Linked DNA regions of Zea mays: all the other regions are linked to region 1. Evidence: chromatin contacts called from public Hi-C data. All regions are on one chromosome and are shown on one strand. Each heading gives the region's core, a stretch centred on a gene start, on an enhancer-like site or on the middle of the called end of the contact. The rest is flanking DNA. Distances are from core to core; before and after follow the strand shown. Region 1 holds the start of LOC100285615 (WW domain-binding protein 11). Region 2 holds the start of LOC103644177 (pyruvate kinase isozyme A, chloroplastic). Region 3 holds the start of LOC103644178.

Region 1 (2,957 bases), core at 396-2,895:
CATATTGGTCAATATTATCAAGTTGTTTTTATCTAAGGGCTAGTTTGAGAACTCTAATTTCTAAAGAGATTTCTATTTTCCCAAGGAAAAATAAACTAATTTCCTTTGAAAAAATTAAAATCCCTTGGAAAAATGAGTCCGCCAAACTAGCTCTAAATAACATCATTTTTAGAAAGGTGCTAGGTTGGGCAAATTTGGAGTATTCAGTCACATTGTAGGGACTGGCTTGGTAGTAAGATAATCCAACTGTCCTTGATAAAATGATAGAATGTTGAAACTTTTAGCTGGACAGGAGTAGGGGGAAGTAATTAGATCTTGAAGACATATAATTTTGTGGTTTCTTGTGGAGGCAAATAGTAAACGGTCTTTTTAGGGTCAGGTGAACTGAAGTGTTATAACCTTTTTTGGTGAGCAGGTCTGGTCGTTTTTGTTCACCTCTGAATCCTAAGCAGAAGTTGAACAATCCTAAGGTCCCTTGTCAGGTACTGTAGTACAAATGTACAGTGAAAGGCACGGAGGATGATCATTAGTAGTGTGTTTGGTTTGAGGAATTAGGTGATCCATCTTCTTCTCACTCCTCACTTATTTATTTGGTTTGTGGAATAGAATGAGTTGATCTATCACCACCCCATTCCACATAAGCTAATAATTAGTATATACATGAGGTGCGGGTTGATTCCACCAAAATTGATGGAATTAACTTATAATGCATCACCTCATAAAGCATAGAGTGACTCCACAAACTAAATACACCATAGGATCTCAAGATGATTTGCCATGATAATTTGATGGTACGCCCTATTAGCTGGTATCATTTGATTTTATATAATCAGTGACTTAGTTGTTATTTATTTAGATGTCCAACTAATAATAATTAACTACTCTACTATCTATTTAGGTTCAAAAGATATAATTATCGCCACATAATTACTATCTATAAGCATCTAAACTGGGCTTAAAAAGTAGGATCTTTATTTGTAGTTTTTTTGGGTGAAGTTTCATTCAATAGAGAAATCGAATTCGCTGACGTTTTGCTCGGATGTAGTTGAATTTATATTAATCTTTGTTAGCAAAAACGGTAGAAAAACCAAGTAGAGCAACCAAATAAATTACAGAGAGAACGACACACAGATATACGTGGAAAACTCTTTAATATGAAAGGAAAAAAATACGGGTATCAGTCGGGTATCAGTCAGACAAAACCGTCATTATATATGGAGTGTTTATAGAACGTCGTCCGTAGATGGTGGCTTACATAAGCAGTAAAAGACGACACACAATAAACTTTAATTATGGTCACTAATATATACCGTGGGGCTCTACCCGCCGGAGGTGCCTCACGACGCCGCTTGCTAACATGATCGATCATAAACTCAACAATTATTTCGTGTCAAAATCGATTAGAGTGAAAATTGAAAGCTTCTAAACAAGTCGGAATAAAGAAAAGCTCCGTAGTTGTTCCCGGTGAATTGTGGAAATGAGATAAGAGTAACTTCGTGGGTAGTACTCTGACAGGCACGTACGCACGTCGGCACGTGTCGCAAGAAGCCTCCTCTTTCGGAAAGCAGGACACGTGCTCCTGGTCGTCGCCGGACGTGTCAAGTCGCCAGGCGTATAAAGTGTTCAGCCGACCTCCCGTGCCATGCCTCTTGTTTTGTACTCAATCGTCGTCGTGTACGCCAAAGATAGGAAGAGCAGAGCGCAAGGATGCCGGCTAGCCTGGTGACGTCGTCGCTCCTCCCGCCGTGCCGCGCGGCCGCGACGTCGGCGCGCGCGTTGCGTTCGTTCGCCCGCCGGCCGCCGCCTTCGTCCGCCGGTCTCGTCCGCGTGCGCTGCCACGCTGCCACTCCGCCGCCGCCGGAGGTCCCGGGCCAGACGACGCCGCCCGAGGTGCCTGGCACGGACCGCCAGCCGCTCGAGGTGCCGGGGACGAACCGCCCGCCGGACGAGGTGCCGAGCATCGACACGCCGCCAGAGTTCAACGCGCCGCCGGGCGTCGACGTGCCGATGCCGGGGCAGCCAGCGCCCGGACCGGAGCTCCCGGGTCCGGCGATGCCGTCGCCGCCGGCGCCGGAGGTCCCTGTCGTGCCGCCCAACCCCGACGTACCGCCGCCACAGCTCCCGGAGGTGGACCCGCCCAGTCCGCCGCCCGAGGTCGTCCCGCCGGAGCCGCCAGGCACCGCGACGGCGCCGCCTCCCTTTGTGTAGCTCCGTGGCTCCGCCGCCGTCGATGGCGCGGGCCGGTGGCAGGTGGACAGGGCGGGCGGCATGCGAATGAACCACGTAGGAGTGTACAAAGTAGTTAGAAGGCATGTTGTTCACGGGTCACGGCTGGGCAAGTTTGCTATTGGTTTAAAAATGGACCTATCAAAGTCGAGGACGACCGGTGCCGTAGCTTAGCTAGCTTGGCGTGATCCGTGATCGTGAGCTCGTGGCAATGGCGCTCGCTGAGCGCCCACGGTGGTGTTTGGTTTGCTCGACTAAACTTGAGTTCGTCTCACTATTATTATAAAACTAACTGCGCCACTACCACCCATTGTTTGGTCGGAGCGCCGGGACTCGCAAGGTCGCAACTCGAATTCACCCTGTTCTTCCCTCTACTGACTCGCGTTTTGATTCGTGGTCGTGTCTGCCGTGGGCCTGTGCCGGCTTCCGCCAATCCGAATTGGGCATTTTGTAGCTGTGCTGCTCGTAACGGGCCTCCATCGCTTAAAATTCGCTTTGTTTTTTAACCTAAATTTTGATTAAAATTTACATTTAGACTTTTTGGATGACTTAGGGGGTGTTTGGTTTGTAGGGACTAATCCCTACATTTATTCCATTTTAGTTCCAAAATTACCAAATATAGAAACTAAAACTTTATTTTAGTTTCTATATTTAGCAATTTATAGACTAAAAATGAATAAAATGAAGGGACTAAACATTAGTCCCTAGAAACCAAACACCCCCTTATTTCA
Region 2 (2,924 bases), core at 138-2,637, 150 kb before region 1:
CTCTTGTAAGACTTTAGTGGTTACTTTTTTTTATCATAGTTCCAAATCAGAAATACTCTTATGCTGATACAATTTACAATACGGTTCATGTGTTCAGTAGCTCAATTCAACCCTCTCATGTCAGATTACACACTATCTCAACCTATAGTCCAAGACATGAATTAAAAGAAAAACAGGGTTAATGAACAAGATTACTCCTGTTATAGTTAACTCCAGTGCTTTTGGAATAATATATACAGCCTTAACAAATTCAGCCTATGCAGCTGAGTTTTTTTTTTCATTCACATGTTCAAATGAAACTCAGGAGTGCCATCGGACAATTTCTCAGATTTTACATGCTAAACTTCATCCTGAATAATATCCACCTTCGTGAGGTAGTCCACGCGAGATCTCGCCAGATGCGGACGAACGACGAATCAGTGTGTCAGCCGCACATCATTCAGTGTTTAAGCATGGAATGAATCTAGGATGGCGAAGGAACGAGATGAAGCTGAGGCAGCAGGGTCGCGCGCTGACCTCGGCCTTCGCGGAGGGCGCTCCGCCAAGGTCGCCCATGTGGATCTCGCTGCCCTCGGTGTCCATCATCACGGCGACCGCGAACCCTTTCTCGTCGTTGAGCCTCCGGACAGCGCGGATGACTTCGCGGTGCCACTCGCGGTCGCCGTGGCACATGTTGACCCGCGCGACGTTCATGCCGCCGACGGCGAGCGCCTCGAGCTCGGCGGCGCCGCAGGTGGCGGGGCCCACGGTGCAGACGAGCTTGGTGCGGCGCGTGCTCCGGAACCCGTTCTCCCGCAGCTCCGCCTCGGTGGCGGCGTCCACGACGATGGAGGCCGCGGCCGCGGCCACGGAGGAGGCCGCCGCCCACGGCACGTAGACGCCGTTCGGGGCGGGGGGCGGTTCGGGGAAGGAGGTGAGGTCGGAGGACGAGGCGGCCAGGCGGCGGCGTTGGGGGCGGAGGTGGCAAGGGACAGGGAGGCGGTGGGAGGAGGGGGTAGAGGATTTAGGAGGCGTCGGACCAGGGAGGTGGAGGGAGCGGGCAGCGGTGGCCATGGCTGTCGCTGCGGCGGCGAGGCTAGTCAAAGGAGGCGACGGTGTGCCGGCCGGCGTGGCTCTGGTTTTGGGAGTGTGCTGTGGAGGAATCGAGGTGGAGCAGGAGTGCAGGACGCTTGGATTGTCAGATTCTCGGATCTACTCATACTGCCATGCCGTGGTAGTTGGTACGCATGGACGAAAAGCCAACAAAAGCATCACCAGTTCACAACTTCACGCCGTTGGCCTGTTGCTGCCCCTACGGTCCTGCCTGTTTCTGCTGTTCATCGTCATCACTCATCACTCATCAAAATAGTCCAAGGTGGCAAAAAAAAAAAGATTTTAAAACCATTTCCAGCATTGCACTGAAGAAAATACCAGGTCCTTGAAAGAAACGGAAAATGTCACTACGTTCACCGTCTAAACACACGTGTTAAGCTCGATAGACTCGGCAGACATGCCTTTGGACTGACGAGAGAGGAACCTTTGCTGTTGTCTTAGAATCCTTTAATTTGAGTGAACATATTTCACACTAAAAAAACTTAGTACATGTTTGTTTTATTCTTTGGTAGGCTGGCTCCAACAAGACCCTCTAAAAAGTCCTGTACCCTAAATTTAGAGTACGAGGATGTTCTCTACTCCCTCCAGCAACGTCCTCTAAACGGTCCTCTAAATTTAGAGAACGCTGCTGGATCCTCTATATGTAGAGTTTCTTTGAACGGTTCTCTATCTATTTGAATACTTTAAACAACCGGTTTAATAAAACTAAAATATGTACAATATATTTGAGAGTATGACAAATACGTATGTACAAAAATTAAAAAATTAAAAATGTCTTTAATATAGGTATTTACATATAGAGGACGTGATTTAGAGTACGTTGTTGGAGAGAAAGTAAATATAGGAGATGGAATCTTTTAGAGAAGATTGTAAAGGACGGATATAGAGGATGTATATAGAGGACGTTGCTAGAGACAATCTTAGAGCATCTAATCTTTCTAAATCATCATCTATAGTCATTAATATGAAAAAATTGTTTTCTATATATTTTTGACTCTCCAATAATTTTCTAACTTTAATTAACGAAAATCTTGAAATAAGAGATGGTTATATTTGAATCTCTACTCCTATTAAGAACGTAAGGAGGGCGTCGACAGCCCCTCGTGCCCCCGCCCCGCCTGCCCATGTCTCGCGATGCCTCCTTTCTTCTGCCCCGCCTTCCCCATCACGCAGCACACCCCCACGTCGCGTGTTCCCCGCTCGCCCCACACGCGCTCCCCATCCCATAGCTCCCGCCCCGGTCATGCGTTCCCTGCGACCCCTGCCTCCAAAATGACCCCTGCCTCCGTGACCTCGCCATCCCCGCGTGCGTCTTAACCGCCGCACACCGCACACGCCAGCCATCAGGGCTACACCATGACCCCGCCCCTCTCCCACACCGCCCGCTAGCCCCCATCGTCGATGGAAGGGCGCAATCTCTGCAATCCGCAGGCCCCTGCCCCCGCAAATGCCGCCATGGATGGCGGGTGCAGCGGATTTCGCCTCTATCCCGCTTGGCCCCCTCCGCGCACAACCAGTCGCATGCTCGCGCGTGGCGGATCCGCTTCCCCCTCCGCCAACGAGCATGCGCTAGCACTCGATCCTCGCTCCCTCAGCCATGCCCTCTCTCAGCCCACTCCGCGCACGCGCAAACCATCGTTCCCCGCCCGCTCCACCGATCCTCATCCGCCCTAAGATCCTCCCTGCAAATTAGATCCCCACGCCCGCAGTGCCTCGCCTCGGCTGCTCTACCTCTATCCCGCGACCCGCGAGATCGGAATCACGGCGCCTCGCCGCCCTCCTCCAAAATGGCGTCGTCTCCGCTCGGGGTCACCTTTCCTCCCTCTCACTTC
Region 3 (2,846 bases), core at 64-2,563, 240 kb before region 1:
CGGTCCGGGGTGCCCACGAACAGCGGCGGCAGCGCCTGGAGCGCCGCGCGGTACGCCTTGGTCGACCGCGCCAGCTCGAACTGCGACCGGAAGTCCACCTCCACGATCAGCCTCACCTCCTCCTCCTCCTGCTCCTTCCCCTTCCCCACCACGGCGTCGATGTACTCGTGCTCGCCTGCGCACACGGATTCCGCGGTCAGCACCGGGCACCGGCCAGGACACGCTGTGGACCGAACCACCGCGCCACCACGTACCTGCTGGGTGGGAGGGGGCCTTCTCCCACCGCGACGTGCACACGGAGGCGTCGTAGCCCAGCGACCTGAGGCCGTCGGCCACCGCGCGCCGGCACTCCGCCTTGCCCTTGCAGCCCTTGCCGCACTTGTCGGCGAGCCTAGACGCGTCCGCCAGGAGATTCCGCTCCGCGACGCTCGCGCTCTGCACCAGGCCCTGTCAACACACCATTCGTATCATTTCGATCCATGTGGGTTTGGGGTTCGGGTTTGAGTTCGGAAGGGGGGAAGGAAGAATTGCAGATTTCCCTAATTAATTCGCAAGAGATTTCGCACCTTCAGAGCCTCCAAGGCGTCCCCTGCCCCAGCGGCGGCCGTCGCCGAGGCGTGCGCGGAGGGGAGGAAATCAAACTCCTCGTCGCTTTCCTCGTGGTTACTGCCGTTGAAGCAGTTGCAACGCCCCCGCGGCGGCCGCTCGACGGCGGAGGCCTCTTCCATGAAACTGAGCACCATGCGGTCCAGCCCCAGTGACCCCGCGGCGTCCGCATCGTCGGTCGCGGGCGGCAACGGCGGCGGCGGCGGCGGCAGCTTCTCGTCCTTGTCCCTGTCCTTCCCATCCGCGGCGAACTTCTCCGATGAAGACACCCGCCCGAGCAGCCTCCGGAGCCTCGACACCCTCGGCGTCGGCGCAGGCTGCTGCGTCGTCGGCGGCGGCGGCGGCTTCCCTTCCATGGCGGCGCCGTGGTGGTGGTGACCGGTCTTGAGCTGGAACGGCATCGATCGCATGAGGGATGAGGCGCAGCGACTGCCTACATCCACAAAATCTCGCTCGCACAAGTAACCAACCCAGAGCCAACCGCACCAACACACCACCGGCCTAAACCAACCACCAGTCCCAGCGTGCTACTGCCCGTACGCCGGGCGTTCGCCGGAGGCGACGGCCATTCTCGGTGAACGCTCTCTCTCTCTCTCTCTCTCTCTCTTTCTTTCTTCTTTTTCCCCTTCCCCACTCCTCTTTTTCACAGTCTATACACGCAACGCGAGGGGCGAAAACTACCAAGAGAGAAGAAGGGGGTTCAAACGGGAGGACACTGGGCGAATTTAAAAGGGGTGGGGGACTGGGTCACTGGGGGTGTGCTCTCAGGCGGGGCCCACCATGACGTCGCCGTGCGGTGGGACCGGGCTATCAGTGGTACGTGGCGGAGCCGGTCGCGCCATGGGTCGCAGGGACGCCGGCACGCGGCCCGCGCCGTGGGGTCACGGCGTTGCCGTTCGTGCTGGGGAACGCGCAAAGACGGAGTCGCCCACCGCCCACCGGCTTTGGGTGACGGTTTGGTTCAGGTCACAGGGGTAGTGCTGGTATTTTTCGCAGGCGGGGTGGTGGATGGTGTGCGGACGTGGGGAACGGCAGCAGAGTGTGGACTCGGTGGTGTACCGACTACCGGCTCATCCTTGTTTTCTGGATTTTATTTTCTGGATAGGGCTATTATTTTAATATGAGCGGTGGGACCAGCAGAATACTTAGCGGTGTTGGGTCTATTCGTCTTCTAGCGAGTTGTAACGCTTCTCGGCAGCCATGCTCCGGTATCATATTTCTCTCACGATGTCAGCAGCGGCAGCAAAACTGTCTTGGAGTGCAGCTAAACGGGCCCACTATTTATTTGAATGCTGGATGACATAAGCCCATATTAGATTACGTAGAGTAAGGAACACGATACTATAGATAATATTGTTTCAGTACTGTTTAATATTATTTATAAAGTGAAATTTTAAATAGATGATGGAACAGAGAAACTGCTCGAGATAGACTAAGACGGTCGATGGCTTTTCATTAAAATCAAAATATAACCGCTCAATCTATGAGAGATGCTCAAAGTCACCACTCATAAACCCCTATATTTTCCAAGTGTTGCATGTAGGGATGGTAATGGCACGTTTCAAAATTCTTTTCACAAAAAGTTAGGATCCTTAATTAATTTTAGTTCAAAATAGATAGTAATATAGCTCAATCCTAATCCGATTCGATCCTTAGATTTTATAGTGAAAATATATAGCACATTACCACTCTGACATAGGCCACCTGAACTCCACATCCTAAATCAAATTTGCGAAAATAAGTGATCAATTTGGTCGGACCATCGGACACTTAACATCGACGAAAATAAGTGAGGGGCACACTATGAGTGAGCCCTCTTAAGGGATGAATGATAGCTTGGTGACAGGTCCCTGACTGACCACACTCGTATATGTAGACACTTTGGACTAGTCATTCAAGTGTGTGTTCCAGACCATATCTATCACTCCTCTACATAGCCCATCTAAGGGAGGGCCACCTGTCTGCTCATGCTCATTTGGTGCCGAGTCCGGACTAGGTCGAGTGAGGAAGAGTTACATATAACGAGGCGTCGTAGCGAATTAGGAACCCACCATGTGGGACCACCTACTAGGGTCGATTACTCACCTATCAAATCACCACGTCTCGCTCGGATTATCTGATTTTAACTTGAAAGATATAACATTCACACTAGCCTTAATAATATGAGCATATCCACCATGTCTCGAAAAACACAATCACCTGCAGACGAGGGACATATAGGAACAACAACAAAGGGTATC

Evidence for each region. Hi-C and Micro-C count contacts between places; a contact is called where the count stands out from the background.
Region 2: a Hi-C map of endosperm shows a contact between it and region 1, with 2.7 times the contacts expected there. The contact joins the promoter of LOC103644177 here to the promoter of LOC100285615 in region 1. A contact is called at or near these places in 5 of 25 Hi-C or Micro-C datasets (bundle sheath, ear, endosperm and 2 more).
Region 3: a Hi-C map of leaf shows a contact between it and region 1, with 5 times the contacts expected there. The contact joins the promoter of LOC103644178 here to the promoter of LOC100285615 in region 1. A contact is called at or near these places in 4 of 25 Hi-C or Micro-C datasets (bundle sheath, ear, leaf and 1 more).

What each region holds. Positions count from the first base shown.
Region 1 is chr1:294,567,043-294,569,999 of Zm-B73-REFERENCE-NAM-5.0, reverse strand. It overlaps LOC100285615 (WW domain-binding protein 11), which reads left to right and starts at 1,645. Exons shown (of 1, transcript NM_001158506.3): 1 at 1,645-2,353. The coding sequence starts at 1,708. The coding sequence ends at 2,208.
Region 2 is chr1:294,715,839-294,718,762 of Zm-B73-REFERENCE-NAM-5.0, reverse strand. It overlaps LOC103644177 (pyruvate kinase isozyme A, chloroplastic), which reads right to left and starts at 1,387. Exons shown (of 6, transcript XM_008667370.3): 1 at 517-1,387. The coding sequence starts at 1,053.
Region 3 is chr1:294,809,276-294,812,121 of Zm-B73-REFERENCE-NAM-5.0, reverse strand. LOC103644178 reads right to left here and starts at 1,313. Exons shown (of 3, transcript NM_001320784.1): 1 at 567-1,313; 2 at 255-447; 3 at 1-175. The coding sequence starts at 1,016.